Linked DNA regions of Macaca mulatta: region 2 is linked to region 1. A link is a contact called in public Hi-C data. All regions are on one chromosome and are shown on one strand. Each heading gives the region's core, a stretch centred on a gene start, on an enhancer-like site or on the middle of the called end of the contact. The rest is flanking DNA. Distances are from core to core; before and after follow the strand shown. Region 1 overlaps SLC1A2 (solute carrier family 1 member 2). Region 2 holds the start of PDHX (pyruvate dehydrogenase complex component X).

Region 1 (2,835 bases), core at 196-2,695:
GGCATGAGCCACCATGTCTGGCTAATTTTGATATTTTCAGCAGAGACAGGGTTTCACCATGTTGTCCAGGCTGGTCCTGAACTCCTGAACTCAGGTGATCCACCCACCTCAGCCTCTCAAAGTGCCAGGATTTCAGGCGTGAGCCACCACGCCCAACCTCTTTTTTATTCTTAAATTTTTTTGTAGACACCTGGTCTTGCTATATTGCCCAGGCTGGTCTCAAACTCCTGGGTTCAAGCGATCCTCCCACCTCAGTCTCCCAGAGTGTTGGATTACAGGCATGAGACACTGGGCCCAGCCAAGGTTTTGGGGTCTTGACTTAAGTATTTCACCTTTCCGGATTTCTGTTTGCTATCTATAAAATGAGCGTGCTTTAAAACTAAGAATAGAGATAATAAAGTTTAAAGTTGGAAACTTTGGTTTGTATTTTTATAATGGTCACTATGACATTCAGCAACTGGTTTAGCTGGTTTTAGATGTTTATTCAGTCAACAGCACAGCCTGCGTGAAGCAGCAGCTAAACACCCCAGTCAGCCTCTGCTCTAAAAGACAAAAACACAAACGAAAAACCCATTTGACCTTAGCACGTACAGTAACGAGTTTCAAACATGTTTACCTGCAATCCACAGTAAGAAGTAGATGTCTTCTTTTTCTCATCTTGGCTCAGCGCACACCCACACACAGGCATGTGCACACACAGGCATTCACACACCGAAGTACAAGAAACAGCCCATGTCCTTCCTACATGCAGTGTACTTTTGATAGTTTCTATTCTCCTCCATTTCATTTTTAAAATTTGAGTTTTTTTTTTTTTTTTTTAGTAAGTTGCTATCTGACCCACTAAATTTGGTTTTGGAGAATTGTTTCTGCAGTTTGAGAAGCAATATTGAGGTTGCGTTTTACTGACCACTTGAAATGCGACCAGTACAAAATGAGATGTGTCCTAAGTTTAAAATACACAACAGATTTTGAAAATGTTACCAAAAAATAAAATGTACCATCTCATTAAGGAATTTTTCATATGAGTTACAAGTTGAAGCAATCATAGTTTGGATATATTGATGTAAGTAAAATCTATTCTTTTTTTTTTTCGAGATGGAGTTTCACTCTTATTGCCCAGGCTGGAGTGCAATGGCACGATCCTGGCTCACTGCAACTTCCACCTCCCTGGTTCAAGCGATTCTCCTGCCTCAGCCTCCCAAGTAGCTGGGATTACAGGCATGAGCCACCACACTTGGCTAATTGTTGTATTTTTAGTAGAGACAGGGTTTCGCCACAGGTGATCCACAAGTGATCCACCCGCCTCAGCCTCCCATAGTGCTGAGATTACAGGTGTGAGCTACCACACCCGGGCATAAAATCTATTCTTAAAACTAATTTCACCTGTTTCTCATTCCTTTTTTTAGTGTGGCTACAAGAAAATCTAATATGCTATCTGTGGCCACTGCTATATATCTACTGGACAGGGATGATCACGAGCAGGGTCAGTCAACTACGGTCCACAGGTCAAATCCAGCTTGCCATCTATTTTTGTAAATAAACTTTTATTAGAACACAGCCTTGCTCGTGAATTTACATATTGTCCGTAGCTGCTTTTGTGATGCAATGGCAGAGTTGACTCATTATGATACAGACTGTATGGCTCACAAAGCCTAAAACATGCGCTATCTGGCTCTTTGCAGAAAAACTTTGGGGAACTCCTAAAATAGCATTAGGTACTTATCACTGCCAGTCACAATTGTGTGAGAGTTTTATGACGCTGTTTTACAAATAAGGTTTTGGGCGATTAAGTAATTTGCCTGAGGCCACCCAGCTGGGCAAGAAGTCACAGAGCTGGGATTTGAACCCTTGCCAGTCTGACCACAAAGTCTGTGCTATCATCTCTACCCCGCGTGTACCTTCCCAAACACCCTCCAAAACCCTTCCTACCTCGATACAGCACTGAATTCTACCTCTATAGCAGGCAGAACCAATCAGCCCACCTGACCGTCAACCAGTCTAGAAGGAAATGGGAACAGGTTTGGTTGGGGAAGAAGGAATCTCCTCAGGGAATTTAAAGGTTGTTAACTGCTGTTTTAGTTTTAAGACAAATTACCAGCCTTCTCACTGCCATGCAAACAAATACAGCTCAGGTGTGAGCAAAATTTAAGCATCTTATATCTCCCCTAGCTTCAGTTAGGAATCTTCATTAAAACAGCTTGCTTTTCTCTTTCAACCCTCATACTGAAGGACTTCAAACCCTAGATTTGATAACTCTGGATATCCAAAGTCACTGTGGGAAAAAAAAAAAAAAAAAAAAGTGTAGGAAACATTGCAAATGTTTACCAGGGCTATTTTTAAGTGAAAAAGCTAATAACAAAATAGTTTGCAGAATACCTTATCTTGATAAATAAATAAAAATCACTCTTACCATTCCATTCCGTGTGTGTGCACGTGTGTGTGTGTGTTGAATATTATTCTCACAGGGTATTTGGAATTCTTTTTGCTTACACCTACTTTTAAGTGTTTGTACAATTTTAAAAAGTATTGCTTGAGTAAGTTTTTGTTTCCTGGTTGAAGGTGCACATTGTTGGTTTTATTTTCTAAATACGTTGCTGAGCTTTCGCTGATTTCTACGTAAGGAAGACACAGAGAATGTGAACTCACCCAGATACAGAGGAAAATCAGGATCTTTCAGGGCTCAGGCGAGTAGGGCATCCAGCAAAAGTGGGGCTGCAGCGCCCCCACGTGTCTAGGGCAGTGGAAGTCACCAGGAATAGGAGGAGGAAGCCGGCTTCGGCTTCTGACGCTTTGGAGGAAGGCGACCTGCCTTCTCTATTGCGAATACTATTGGGA
Region 2 (2,786 bases), core at 120-2,619, 460 kb before region 1:
ACGATCTCCAATTATCTGTCCTATCTCCAAGATCTTCTCTCTCCCATCCAACCTTGCCTATCCACCATTCTATTTTCAGAGTAGTCTTCGCTAATTTGGGGAAGTCACTTATTCAAACAAGACAGCGGTTGACAAATACTTAGCAATGAAATCTCCTGCTAGTTACTACTTTTTAATTAGGATTTTCAACCCTAAGAAAGATATACATGGGAGGAATAAGATAGGGGGAATAAGGGAGCTAATTTTGAGGGGTTTCCCTGCCTCTTAGGTGGGGTTTATCATATTGTGCTGAAACTGCTTATTCGTCTAGTTCTCCAGACCCTGGGCCATTTGTCTTATGTACCGCCATCTCTGAGCGCGGAGAAGGTGCTCCATAAAACTGTTGGTTTGTGTAAATGACCGAAAACTACATGCAGAGTGAGGGTGGATTTCCCTTTGACTTCGGCTTAAGGAAGAATCGTTCCCATGATCATCCCACAATTCATCTAAAGGGAGATAGGCAAGGAGCAACTGTTCAAAGGCAAAGCGCTGGCAGCCGAGGCACAGCTCCGGTTCGGCAAATGTCTCCCGAGTGCCAAAAGTCTCCCCAAACGCCCAACTGGTCAGGGCGCAGAAAAGAAGCTCGGGGAGCGCGGTCTTCGCCCCAGCTCCACTTCGGAGCTTCACGATTCCTTCTCTGGCCTGTCTTCCTGATAAATACTCGCTGAGGTCACCCAAACGCTATTCTCTCTGCGTTATTTGCTTCTTTCCAATGTTTGGCGCCCAGCTCCCGTCGTCGGAGCGCCCCGCCCGGGACCACTGATCGCCTGGGGCCGCAGCCTTGTTTCCCAACGCGAAGGCCGCGGTGCTCCAGGGTCGCAAACTGCCCGGCCCGAAGCCCCGCCCCGCAGCCAAACGCCCGGCCCGCGACCCCGCGCCCAGCTCCCGCCGCCAGGTTCCGTCTGGGCCTCTACTCCTGGGAATAACCGGTACTGGTGACCCCGCCCCTACCTGCGCGCCGCATCTCCGGGAACAACAGTCTCCCTCCGGAGCGTCACAGCCAGACATGGCCTAGACCAGGGACCCACGCGGCCTCCAATCTCCGCACCACTTTACTCGCGGCGCTCAGCCTAGGTTGAGGCAGCAAGGCCGCAAATGCAATCAGGCGGCGCTGAGGGCAGCCCGGGGGCGGGGCGAACATGGTGGGCGGGGTCTGGTAAGGCCCCTCCGGCTGGGCTATCCAGCAGCGCACCTGACTGCCCGGGAGGCGTGGCCAACGCGGTTGGAGGCGGGACTAGGAGGGCTTCAAGTCTGAGAGACCTAAAGGCACCTCGATCGTCTGGGGGTGTGGCCAACCATGTGGGAGGCGGGGCCTTGATGCTGGACATCAGGCTGTGCTGCGGGCAGCCGGTGAGAAGGCCGTGAAGATGGCGGCCTCCTGGAGGCTAGGCTGTGATCCGCGGCTACTGCGTTATCTTGTGGGCTTCCCTGGCTGCCGAAGCATAGGACTGGTGAAGGGGGCTCTTGGGTGGTCTGTAAGCCGCGGAGCTAATTGGAGATGGTTTCACAGCACGCAGTGGCTTCGGGGTGAGTGGCCGGGGCTCGCTCAGCTTCTCTGTGTAGCTGAGTGATGGGCCTGGGACAGGGGCAGTCTTGATTGAGGACCTGCGTCTGGGTGTTGAGGTGCGCGGCCTCCCTATTCCTTTCCCTCTTTCTCTGGGTGGGGTCCGCCGACTCGGCCTAATGCATGCTGTGGAGGGCTTTCTTGGCCTCTGGGAGAATTCGACCCTACCCTAGGCCTCCTGGTTTGTATGACTTTGTGACCTTGCCTTGGAATTTGGGTTATTTGTGAGGCGCGGAGAGGGTTCCTAAACTCTCCTCCCTCAGCCCCCTTTCCAGTCAAGGCTCAGGTTTCTTTAGGGTTGTCAAACGTCTCGGACGAGAAAAAGCTGCCCAAGGTTGCCGAGATTGAAAAGCCACTGTTGGGAGTTCTTACTCATTCTCTAGGCCTCTCTGTTGGGAGGTGTTTTCATTGAGGCCAGTCGAGTTTTACCCCACGCCATGACTCGTGGAAGACTTAAATTTGTAAATTCCTACGGCATCACAGACAAAGGTCCAGGAGAATGTTTCAAGCAAATATTCGCTTGAAAGAGCGAGCATTTAGGAGATAAATCATATCAAAAAGTTTATTATAGAAAATTGTCGTTTAGTAATGATATTGATACGGTTAACACAATTCTTGCAGTATTTAACAGTATGCAAAATGGCAGGCTGGGTATTATTTTTCCTTATTTGGGGAGAGGGTTGGAGGGAAGCAGGGATTGAGAATAGGACTGACGTTTTTTAATCTGACGTATTGCCTGCCAGTCATCGTTCCTGGCACTCTACAGAATGAATTTTAATTTAAATAGGTCTAATAGACATTGCCTTCGTATTCTGAGCTACCTGAGGCCCAGAAAAAAAAAAAAATCACACAAAGCCATATAGTAAGATGAGTGTATTGGGGTTCCTAAAGATTCCGTAATGGGAACAATTTATTTCAGTTTTTTTGGTGTAATGTTTCATAACATATTCCTTGGAGCAGAGGTGCTTTAACAGTGTGTGCAGAATTCCCTCTCTTCCCTCCTCCAAGTTTGTTGAAATTAAATTTTTTTACAGCTCCTAGAGATTTGGTCTGATCTAGTGTGGGGCTCAGGAATCTGCATTTTACAAATGTTGGATGCGTTCTGATGTTTTATTTTGACGTTTAATGGAATGTGCTTTGAGACTCACTGCCTTAGAAAATCATGGAATATTAAAAGTTTAGT

What was found. A called contact is a pair of places that touch in the nucleus more often than the background predicts.
Region 2: a Hi-C map of fetal cortex germinal zone shows a contact between it and region 1, with 3 times the contacts expected there. The contact joins the promoter of PDHX here to the enhancer-like site in region 1. A contact is called at or near these places in 9 of 14 Hi-C or Micro-C datasets (CD4 T cells, blood, cortical neurons and 5 more).

What each region holds. Positions count from the first base shown.
Region 1 is chr14:29,892,016-29,894,850 of T2T-MMU8v2.0, reverse strand. All of the region lies in intron 1 of SLC1A2 (solute carrier family 1 member 2), which reads right to left. Among named protein-coding and RNA genes, the nearest start is that of SLC1A2, 27 kb to the right of the region's middle. Within about 2 kb of position 1,445, at least 7 of the 40 cell types and tissues checked have an H3K27ac peak or open chromatin away from gene starts, as enhancers often do.
Region 2 is chr14:30,352,783-30,355,568 of T2T-MMU8v2.0, reverse strand. It overlaps PDHX (pyruvate dehydrogenase complex component X), which reads left to right and starts at 1,369. Exons shown (of 15, transcript XR_003722578.2): 1 at 1,369-1,566. APIP (APAF1 interacting protein) reads right to left here and starts at 1,152. Exons shown (of 7, transcript XM_028833523.2): 1 at 991-1,152. The coding sequence starts at 1,047.